2 separate regions of the Mus musculus genome follow, and region 2 is linked to region 1. The links are chromatin contacts, called in public ChIA-PET maps. All regions are on one chromosome and are shown on one strand. Each heading gives the region's core, a stretch centred on a gene start, on an enhancer-like site or on the middle of the called end of the contact. The rest is flanking DNA. Distances are from core to core; before and after follow the strand shown. Region 1 overlaps Xpa (xeroderma pigmentosum, complementation group A). Region 2 holds the start of Hemgn (hemogen).

Evidence for each region. ChIA-PET counts read pairs in DNA pulled down with a chosen protein or histone mark.
Region 2: an RNA polymerase II ChIA-PET map of memory CD8 T cells shows a contact between it and region 1, with 7 read pairs. The contact joins the promoter of Hemgn here to the enhancer-like site in region 1. A contact is called at or near these places in 4 of 39 promoter capture datasets (the HPC-7 cell line, erythroid cells, macrophages and 1 more), 2 of 484 Hi-C or Micro-C datasets (cerebral cortex and muscle stem cells), 1 of 115 datasets of contacts at active chromatin or transcription factors (memory CD8 T cells) and 2 of 9 other capture datasets (liver and pancreatic islet).

Annotation. Positions count from the first base shown.
Region 1 is chr4:46,178,999-46,184,897 of GRCm38.p6, reverse strand. It overlaps Xpa (xeroderma pigmentosum, complementation group A), which reads left to right. Exons shown (of 6, transcript NM_011728.2): 4 at 445-610; 5 at 1,663-1,780. Among named protein-coding and RNA genes, the nearest start is that of Xpa, 14 kb to the left of the region's middle. Within about 2 kb of position 2,572, at least 16 of the 459 cell types and tissues checked have an H3K27ac peak or open chromatin away from gene starts, as enhancers often do. A contact at or near this core is called in memory CD8 T cells, where this site is marked.
Region 2 is chr4:46,400,704-46,406,430 of GRCm38.p6, reverse strand. Hemgn (hemogen) reads left to right here and starts at 2,248. Exons shown (of 4, transcript NM_053149.2): 1 at 2,248-2,516; 2 at 5,652-5,727. The coding sequence starts at 2,438.

The DNA.
Region 1 (5,899 bases), core at 1,323-3,822:
TTTTGAGCCACCAGAACCCAGCTGTGTTTAGGAAATGGGACCTTGGGATATTTATTTTTTGCCCATCTTTCTGGATCAGGGTCTGTGTACCCCGGGCTGGGCTTGAACTTGCGGTCGGTTCTCTCTCTTTAGCCTCTCAAGTCCTGGGACGATGGCATGGGCCGCTACTTCTGGTGACCTTGTAACTGATTTGTATTTTCTTTCTCCATGAGCCCTTTTTTCATTGTGTCTTCCCTACTCTTATTTCAAGTTCTTTCTGAAATAAGAGGGACTTTAAGAAGATTCTTAATTGTGATATGACTTGAGTCTGAATTTATGACTTTAAACATGAGAACCAAAGGCAGAGACGTCTGTGTGCAGGCCTTGTGGGTGCTGGGCTGTCTGAAAACTCAGCTTAACTGGACATTATATAACATGTATATAATGTTCTTAATCTCTTTCCAGAGATGCTGATGATAAACACAAGCTTATAACCAAGACAGAAGCGAAGCAAGAGTACCTTCTGAAGGACTGTGATCTAGAGAAGAGAGAGCCAGCGCTCAGGTTCCTTGTGAAGAAGAACCCACGCCATTCACAGTGGGGCGATATGAAGCTCTACCTAAAGCTACAGGTGTCTAGTAAGCCGGAGGCTGGGATGTCCGACTGGAGGTGAACTTCCAGCGTAGTCGGCTGGTTGTCACTCACACATTAAAGAGGGCCCTTGTCCTGTCTACGTGTCTATCCCTGCACAGCTGATGACTGCTCAGAGCATCATCTGGCTTTTGCTGTGGCAACTCCGGCATAAGTGCACTGCTCGTGGATGCTGCAGAGAGCATAACTGCACTCTGAAAGGTTTAGAAAAGCTCAGCCCTCCCCTGGCTCTCGGTCGTCTTTTACCAAACAGCAAGAAGAGCGGGCATGGGCATTTCCGCTCCTTCACAGATGCCTGGGCTCTGACTCTTGGGGATATAAGTTGGATGCTGGAGTGTCCCAGTAACTGGTGCAGCGCAGGGCAGATCTCGGCCCCTGCTGTGATCAGGTTACACTGTGCTCCGGCACCTGGGCCTACTGCTTAGAGACACGTGTCCTCCCGTATCTACTCCAGAACGGCTTGACTATGACAGTGTTTGCACCATTATATGAAAATGTGTAGAGACACTGCTTTAGAGCTGTTTGTACAGGAATGTGCTAGAAGTTTCCTCAACTACACATAAAATCAAGCCACATTGAGAAACATACACTGGATTTCATTAAATATGATTATTGATTCAGAAGTTCACCATTCATCTTAAGTGCCATTCAAAATAAATAAAACACGATCCTAATGAAAGCAGCCCAGGGTTTCTTCTCCCTTAGTGCTTTGTTTCAGCCTCCCGTACCCGGCTCAGGTGGCACAGGCAGGGAAATGCCAGGGCACAGACTCTGCTAGCATTGCCTGCCTCTCTTGACCTCATGATTGGATTTTACATGTTCTTTCTTGTTGAATCTTTTCTTCATTTATATTTTCTGAACTTGTATTTCAACTCCTTCTGGAAAAAGTGGGACCTAAAGGGGATCCTTCAACTGTTACATTCCATGGTTTTGCTCCTGGTGTGACTTAATGACATCTGTGAGCTCGACAGTTAGGACTTCCTACTGTACCTCTCTGAACCCCAGCTGACTGGGCTCTTTCCTGTGTTATAGGTGGTAAAGCGGGCTCTTGAAGTGTGGGGTAGCCAGGAAGCTCTGGAAGATGCAAAGGAAGTGAGGCAGGAAAACCGAGAAAAAATGAAGCAGAAGAAGTTTGATAAAAAAGTAAAAGGTAAGTGGCCGGATTTCCTGTCACGGAGATCACAGAGCACAGTCTCTGTAGGTAAGGAGAGGGGCGTGAACGCTGGCCTGCGTGCTTTGGTGTATGAGGCTTGGGTCAACCCTCACGGTACCTCATTAATAAAGGCCATCGTTTTCATGTAAGTCATTTTTGCACAGCAGTGGTGTCTGGTGGGGTAGGGACAGTGGGATTAGGCATCACTCAGATCCTGAGTGGCTGCAGTGTTTAAGATAACAGTAACATAAAATAACAAGACTCCCAATAACCACCTCTCATTGCTTGAAACAAACCATGAACTACGTAGTCATTGGATTTAATAGCTAGAAGGAACAATGGGTATCAGTCCGAATGTCTTTATTTTAATATGACTAATAAACCCAGAAAGATGAGTGGTGTTCCATTGTTGGGACAGTTGTCCGGTTCTCTTCCTGAGTCTTCATATGTATATGTGCATATACATATGTATATGTATTATACATATGCAGAGCCGTTCTTCTGTCTGTGAATCTGTCTCCATGCAGCCCTCCACTCCCTGCTGGTTCTGCCTCTGCATCCGTTGTCCACGTGTGTATCTATGTGTGGATATTTCCATAAGTCTGTCCATCCATGCACACACCTAGTTTTACCATATGCCAAGCACTGTGCTGGGTTGAGTGTCAGGAAGGAAACTTGAGACACTAACCCAGTGTGCTGGGAATGGAGCCACACCAGGGATGAGCAGAGTGTGGCAGGAGCACTCGGGGCTGTAAACAAAATCCCCAAAGAGGAGTCGGCAGGAAGTAACCAGCATGCCTTTCATGTGGCGGCTGTGTGAGTCCCTGTGTGGCGCAGTGTGACTAAGGTAATATGCGCCCTGAATGTAGCTTGGGTTATACTTTACATGATCCATTTCAAACTAGTATTCTAGCCATATTAATTTTTCTTATGATTTTAAAATTTAGAAGAGATTTTGTGGGTGAATGGTGCAGCCCACATGCTTAAACACAAAGAAAGGGGGGGAGGTGCTGTACATGTCTGTAGTCCTAGTACCCAGGAAGCTGAGGCAGGAGGATTGTGAGTTGAAGGCCAGCATGGGCTGTAGAATGAGTCCTTGGCTCAAAACATAAAACCAAAAAACCCCACAACAAAACCTGCCTCCCAAACCTAACTAAACAGTTATAGCTCTGGCTGTCCTGGAGCTCACGCTGTAGACCAGGCTGGCCTCGAACTCAGAAATCCACCTGCCTCTGCCTCCTGAGTGCTGGGATTAAAGGCGTGTGCCAAAACATTTATAGCAAAAATCCAGGCACTCAACTAAGCAACCAAGTCCTTTTCCCTGTGCAGACTCTTGCACATTCTAAACCCAAAATGGTAGCGATGTTGGACACAGACAATCTCAGTGAGACCCCTTTGCACAAGCGACTTAGTTCCTGAGCAGGTCGGAAGCCCACGTGGAAGGCTTAGCTGAGGTGTCCCTCAGGAGACTTCTATAGAAGAGTATGTCGTTAACGTTGTCCAAGCCAGCCACAGCTGTGTCCCAGCATTCAGATGCCAGCAAAGACCCACTGACAAGAGTTCTCCCCTCTTCTGTTTAGCACGAGCCCCTCCCTCTGACAGCAGAGCTTCTATTACAGGATAGAGCCGTAAAAAAGCAGATTAAGGAAGGGCTGTGAAAGGTGGTCTCCAGACTAGTAGTCTGCTCTGGGTGCAGGTGCACACATCTGTGTTGCACATGTGGAAGCCAGAGGCCGTAAGGCTAAGGTTAATGCCTTTGTAATCGGATCTTTTCACTGAACCTAAAGCTGGCCGTTGGGTGGCTGGCCTGTGAGCTACCAGCATCCAGGATTCCTGTGTCCTGTGTCCCCCTCCCATCTCCTGGTGCTGAGGTTGCAGCCAGCTGAGCAGCATACTGTTTTGTTTGGCGTTCCCCCTGCCCCCTCTTTTTTGGTTGGGGGAGGGATTCAAACTTGGTTCCTCATCCTGGCACTTCTGCCCTCTGAGCTGGTTTTCTCAGGTCATGGTAGTGCAAGCCATCTCTGGAGCTCAGGTCCAGGGTTTTAACTACTACTAGAAATCAACTGGACCCTTCCCTCAGATAATACGCTGGTGAAGATGATGAAATGTGGACAAAAGAGTAAGCATTAACTAGAAATTAGTATTGTAAAGTGGGGAGGAACACTATCTGTAACTTTCCCTTAGATACCAATTCTGTGGTCTGGTCAACAGGTCATATAAACATTTTGATACACTTTTCTTGCCTTTTTAATACAACTCTATTAGGATTTGTACAAATTTTCTACAATTTTCAAAATACGAACTGAGTTGGCATTTACTTTTTGATCACTGTATTAGACAAGCTTTATGGATTTTCCTTATTCCTGAGTCCCAGTGACACGGAGGCCTTTTTGAAGATTGATGTCTTTTGAGTTCATTTCTTGTTTGAGTGAAACATGCTTTTCAAGAATATGTTTGAGCTGGGCAGTGGTGGCGCACGCCTTTAGTCCCAGCACTTGGGAGGCAGAGGCAGGCGGATTTCTGAGTTTCAGGACAGCCAGAGCTACGCAGAGAAACCCTGTCTCGAGAAAAAAAAAAAAAGAAAATGTTAGAGGTGGCTTCGAGAGTGAGTGCCTGCCATTACCTGCTTCTGCTGATGAGCCCGTGAGTTCTGGGTGCTCGGTGTGCAGTGTGCCGCCAACTTTAACTGTGGTTCTTGTTGATTCGTTCACTCTAGCACTTGGTGGATATGTTCCTGTCCTGACTAGGCCACAGAGGGCTGAGTGGAGTAGACTGTAGAGTAGAAACGAGGAGCTCAGAACAGAGAGGAGACAAAGCAAGTCTAAAGGCTTTTAGTTGGAAAGAATTGGGACATGGTTCCTCTTGATGCACAGCGAAGCTGACGCAAAGCTTTCTTCTTTATGGGAAGGTAAGCAATTATATTCACCTGCTCTCAACAGTTTTGTATATTTTTTTATTTTTATGGTAGTCATTGTAATGTGGAGGTTGCTACAGAGAAAGGTGTGAATACTGTAAAGCACATCCAGACAAGGTTCCACATCTCCGAGCTGGAGGGTAACTGTGTTCCCAAGGGTGCACCACCCAGCAGCAGACAAGAGCCCCGACCTGGTGCCCTACACAGGAGTTTTGGTCTGCAGGCTTTTTTGCCTCAAATAAGGTGGGAATGTGGGTGTTTCTTGCATGTTACATGCGCTCAGTACTAGAGGTTTTCCTCCTAGAAGCTAGTCAGTGGGCTTCGTTAGTATGACTGTCCCCACCTCTGCAAGGGGCAGGAAGGACATCATCCCGTTTTGAGGTCCCTTGTGAATTTGTGGACACTGACCTGTCCCATGGATATGCATGTGACACTGAGGACCTTCTCTGAGCAACCTGTGACGTGTAAGTCCAGCCTGTTAGTTTATGGAGCATGAGCTGAGATCAAAACTTCGTGTTGTCTTTCTTTGTAATCTATTTCCTCCAGGGAACGGGCCCCACCTGCTTTTCCATCCCGCACATAGAGGTGTTGGGTCTCCTTACCTAGCTCTGTAGTAGGTCTCCCTCAGAAGCAGCAGCAGCAGCAGCAGCAGCAGCAGCAGCAGCAGCAGCAGCACTGGGTTCCTTTGACTGCAGACTGTCTCTTGCAATGTGTAGTCTAAAAACAAACTCTGAAGTGGATTGAGTTTTCACTGCAACAAGCATTTTGGGGAAATCTTTCTGGGTGAACATTGTAAGCAGTCCCTGAGGCTCTCTTTCCAGGAGGTGTAGTCTACTGCCAACAAGACTAGGAGGCAGCAAGAGGGCGAGCCACTCACCACTTTGTTGTCCAGCCTCCCTTAGGCTCCAGTTTTGTGCAGCACACGCACCCCAGTTCCTTGCCCCAGGTCTGCTAGACCTGGCCCACTTTTGCACACTCACTAACAGTTTTACTCACACTCCACAGAAGACAGTTGATTGCTACTCTCCCGAGTGTTGTGGAACCAACAAACCTTTGAAAGATTGGGGGGGGGGGGCAGTGAAATGGCTCAGTGGGTAAATGTGCTTGCTGCCAATCCTAATTCCCTGAGTTTGGTCCCCAGAAGAACCCACTGGTGGAAGGAGAGAGCTTACTCCTGCTAAGATGTCCTGATTTCAATACAT
Region 2 (5,727 bases), core at 999-3,498, 220 kb before region 1:
ATAGTGCTATCCAGGACAGCCAGAGCTATAGAGAGATACCCTGTCTCAACAAACAAACAAACAAACGAATAAAAACCAAACCAGACCAAAAGAACACAATACCAGGGAAAAACCCCAAACAACAACAAAACAAAACCCAGAAATCAAACAAAGAGCTTACAACATTTAAAATGCTGGTCTAGATTATAAAACATAATTTTCAAAGATTATGTTGAAGCCTTTAATCCTCTATATAAAAGTCAAAAACATTTAAGAGGTATATTAGAAACTTCTTCTCCATGAGGTCCCACTGACTAGCTCCCATGGGAGCTACCTGAACTTTCCATAGTTGACTTGCAAGATGGAGAGGTAAGGAACAGAAGGAGGTGTAAATCTTGCTTGTTTGCTACCAAGGTAGCAAACCCTTTAGTGGTGGGCACTCAGGTGTCTGCTGTGCCATTGTCAATCCTTTTCAGAATGTTTCAAAGCTTTTTTCTCAGCTAGCACGGTGACACACATCCCCAATCCTGGCACTCAGGAAGTTGGGACAGGAGGATGGTGAGTTGAGGTCGGCCTGGGCGGTGTAAGGCGATCCTGTCCCAAGCAAACAAGAATAAGGAAGGAAAGTAGAGTTTGGCAGATCAAGTTATAGTTTAAACTACGAAATGCATGTGTGCCACCACACTCTGCTAATTACAGCCTTTCTTTCTTTCTTTTTTTAGTATCTAATTATTTTTTATTAGATGTTTTCTTCATTTACATTTCAAATGCTAGCCCCTTTCCTAGTTTCCTCTCCGAAAATCCCCTATACCCTAACCCCAATTACAGCCTTTCTATGTGTTTTCTTATATACACATATAACATAGAGAAGGTATATAGTACATGTGTGCATAAAGAGAGAGAAGGTGCCTGGAGAGGTAGAGGGCAGAGATGGAGAAGTTTTCATGTAGCCCAGGCTGGCCCCTAACTTTTTTTTTTTTTTTGGTTTTTCGAGACAGGGTTTCTCTGTATAGCCCTGGCTGTCCTGGAACTCACTTTGTAGACCAGGTTGGCCTCAAACTCAGAAATCCGCCTGCCTCTGTCTCCTGAGTGCTGGGATTAACATCACCACGCCCGGCCCCTAACTTCTTATACAGCTGAGGATAGCCTTGAACTCCTGACCCTTCTGCCTGTACCTGCCAAGTGGCAGAATAGCAGTGTGTGTCACTGTGCTGCACCCATATCCTTATTAATAATAAAGCAGCTAACATTTATTGATGTTCAGTATGTTGGATACCAAAGGTACCATTGATCAATGTACTGGGCATATGGAAGATGTCTTGCATGGCTGAGTAGATGTGACTGTTCCTGGGAATCCACAAAGCCAAGGCTACTGTCTCCATGTTCCAGGTCTGATCTGGCTCCTGGCTAACTTGAACTAGGGTGGCTCTGGAACTCAAACCTTTTCCCTCTCAGTCTGTCTCCAGAACACAATGGGCCCTGTGTCTCCTGACCTTGGCCTCCATGTTCCCTCCTTGGCTGAGCCATGGTCCCCTGTGCCTATTGTCTTCAATCCACCTATCTGATGGCGATAGAGCAGTTCCTTTGATTTCAACTTCATTTCTGGAACATAATGCCAGGTCTTTTCCCTCAGAGAGGCTCTTCCCCACCCTGTCCACCCCTGGGTCTGTTAACAGCGAGCTTCACTATTTATTCTGACTGGTGAGCAGTGGAGATTAGCTTTGTTAGCCTAGTTAGGGCTATGCGTCTACTGTCTACTCTAGGGTCATAACAACAAGGCTTGCTGATAACTTGCAACAGTTTATGGTGAAAACATAGCCACACCTAGGAAGATTAATCAACAGCCTACCTAGGAAGAGTAATCAATAGCTAACTCTATAAGCTTCCCTTTCATAAGAAGTGTATGAAACAGGCAAGAGTGGCTGTTCACTCATTTTGCAAATAGAGGCACAGGAAAGGGATGTGGGTTGCTCTGGGCCACTGAGTTGGTCAGAGCCTAAACCCTGGGATCTCCCTATACATGGCCACCTCCATTCATGAAAAAAGCCATCCTGGCCACAGCCTGGAATGGCACAGCCACTTGGTGTCCTAAAAAGGAACCCAGGCATACACTGGCACACAGACCTACATGGCTGCCGAGTGGGAGGTTACACACGCTAGACTGTGTCATGGGGGGGGGGGTTCCCTGTATAAACAGTGAGCTCGAAGCTTCACAGGGCCAGTGCCAGCCATTTCCCCCTCACACCTGTGCAGTGTGATAAAGAAAGTGGAATTTGCCCACAGCTGTGGTCTAACCAGATAAAACTTTTAGGCGGGAAGTGACAAGCAAACTTGAATGTGTGTGTCTGTGGCTTTTTTTTTTCTTCATCTTCTTTTGAAGTGTTGGTCTTGATATTTTCAAAAAGCTTTTAGGCTGCTTGTGAAGTCAAAGCCAATACCAAGAAGGCATCGTGGCAAGATGGACATGGGGAAGGGCCGACCTCGTCTGAAGCTCCCCCAGATGCCTGAAGCTCACCCACAGAAGTCCTGTGCTCCAGGTAAGGAGTGGGGGCTGCTGGGGAGATTTACTTTTTTAGTCGTTTGGGTCCTGGTCAGACGAAAGGGGCAACGGGCTGCATCCATGGGAAGATGGGCCTGACGCACTGAGCTGCGTAACAGTCTAGAGAAACACAAGGGGCAATAAAGAAATTGTTAGTAAGAAATTCTCTGAAATGGGAAACAGTGGAGACACCCAGGGCTGAGCAGCTGTGGCAAGAGGGGTCCTGCTCCTCCCGGCCTGAGACACTGGGAAGGATGTGGCAACAGGGATCTCCACTAGGGTCTGACATGTCCAAATGCTTACTCTTTTGGCTTCTAATTTACCTTAAGGTCTATTCTAAAGTAACATTTCTCAAAATGCTATGTGGAACCCTGGGCTCTGAATTATCCTAGGGCACAGTTTGAAAACTTTTAGCTTCTAGTGAACCTATGGACTTTTTCTTGGAATAAAAAAAGCTTAAATACACAGGATCACAAAGGCCATCGTTTTATTAAGATAGTTATCGACACTGTTAAAAATCGTGATATAGCGATATATGTGTTTATTTAAAGGTGTGTTAAGTCATGTCATACATAGTATCAAATCCAAAGAATCAGTATCTGCAAGCGATCACATGGAAGCTACATGCAAGAATTGCAGTGTCGTGTAGGAAAAAATTTCCTGTCATTTCTTTGAGTGATAAAGTGACACACTGCTAAAACCACTTTTTACTCACATCCGCACTTTGAAGAAAATATAAACTTAACTAGAGGTTGGTAAAAATATAATTTTTATCCATCAAAAATCCCTGAGCTGGGAATATAGCTCGGTAGCATAATGCTTGCCTAGTATGTGTGAGGGCCTAGGTTAAATTCCCAGCACTCTCAGAGAAGAAAGGAAGGAAGGAAGGAAGGAAGGAAGGAAGGAAGGAAGGAAGGAAGGAAGAAGGAAAGAAGGAGGGAGGTAGGGAGAGAGAGAGAGAGAGAGAGAGAGAGAGAGAGAGAGAGAGAGAGAGAGAGAGAGAGAGAAAGGAGAGAAGAGAGAAAGAAAGGGAACTGATGCCCTAAGAGTAAGAGTCCTGGTCCCAGGGCACTCCCTCCCTCTCCAGCCTCCCAAAAACATTTTAAACACAATCCTAAGGGCAGAATCTGATAGTAAAAGCATTAAAAGGGCTGGAGAGATGGCTCAGTGGTTAAGAGCACTGACAGCTCTTCCAGAGGTCCTGAGTTCAAGTCCCAGCAACCACATGGTGGCTCACAACCATCTGTAATGGGATCTGATGCTCTCTTCTGGTGTGTCTGAAGACAGCTACGGTGTACTCATATAAATAAAAATAAATAAGTAAATAAAAGCATAACTAGAGCAAGGTGGGATGCCTCTAATCCCAGCATCTAGAGTATTAGGTTAAGGAATTCAAGGTCAGTCAGGGATGCACCAGAGGGAGACCCTGTCTACCATTCCTCTCTCCAAAAGAATAAAATCAGTTACGTAAATATGCTTATTTTAGTTGGATATTATTAATAATAATTGGCCTTTTAAGACAGGGTTTCTCCGAGTAGCCCTGGATGTTCTGGAACTCACTCTGTAGACCAGACTAGCCTTGAACTCAGAGATCCTCCTGCCTCTGTCTCCTGAGTGCTGGGATTAAAGTATACTCCATCATGCTGGGCTGAGTTGATATTATTACAGTAAGGAAAACCAACACGTGGTGACATTCTGTATGCTTCCCGTGAGTGGGCTGAGTGGCCAGAGAATATGTCACCTAGTTTAAGCACCGTGTAACAGGAAAATTACAGTGTTGAAGGCTGTGTCAAGGTACTATTTTTGACCTAATGTTGGGTTAATAAAAGATAAAGTCTTGGCATGCTATCATCACTACACTGTGTAATATGAGGCCTGGATTGAGACAGCGAATGCAGTAAAGACAGGTCATTATGCCAAAGATGATAGAATATGGCCTTTTAAAAAGTTACTCATGGGGCTGGTGAGATGGCTCAGCGGTTAAGAGCACTGAATGCTCTTTCAGAGGGCCTGAGTTCAAATCCCAGCAACCACATGGTGGCTTACAACCATCCAAAATGAGATATGATGCCCTCTTCTGGTGTGTCTAAAGACAGCTACAGTGTACTTACATATAATAATAAATAAATCTTTGGGCTGGAGTGAGCGGGACCTGAGCAAGCAGAGGTCCTGAGTTCAATTCCCAGCAACCACATGATAGCTCACAGCCATATGTTCAGCTACAGTGTGCTCACATACATAAAATAAAGAAATACATCTTAAAAAATTGCTCATACAAATATAAATTTATTTTTAAAAAGTCAGTAGGTTGATAGCACACTGCTGTACAAATCTGTGTAGGTCTTGAAGTTTTTCACACTCAAATACTCATAAAATGCCTGCTCCAGCAGGGCAGTGGTGGCGCACACCTTTAATTCCAGCACTTGGGAGGCAGAAGCAGGTGTATCTTTGAGTTCGAGGCCAGCCTGGATTATGGAACAAGTTCCAGGACAGCCAGGGCTACACAAAGCAACCCTATCTCAAAAACAAAAATAAAAACAAACACCCAAAAATTAAAGAAAAAAAAATCTGCCCTCCCTGGGTGTATTGCTGCAGGTCTTTAATCCCAGCACTTTTAACACGGAGACAGGTAGATCTCTGTGAGTCAGTCTACACAAGTTCCAGACCCAGGCTACATACTGAGACTCCTATTTCAAAAACAAAAATCTCTTCCACGTTATTATTATTATTATTACTTTGAAGGCATAAGGATAGTGAAGACATAATCTTTGAACTAAAAAACCCAGGATAGGGTTTCTAAAATTCTGTAGGTAGCTGGAGAGATGGCTCTGTAGGTAGTTAGGAGCACTGGCTGCTCTTCCAGAGGACCTGGGTTCAATTCCCAACAACCCACATGGCAGCTCCTAACTGTCTCTAACTCCAGATCTAGGGTATCTGATGTCCTCTCTGGCCTCCTTAGGCACCGGACATTCATATGGTGCAACAGACACACATGCAGGCAAAAACACCTACCATGTGAAATAATTTGATTTAAAAATAAATAAATAGTAACTAACTAAACAAGATTCTGTGGTGAGATACTTGCCTAGGCCCACCACGGGACACCATTACACGCTTTTCTTTTCATCCGCAGACATCATTGGATCTTGGAGTCTGAGAAACAGAGAACAACTGAGGAAGAGAAAAGCTGAGGCCCAGGGGAGGCAGAC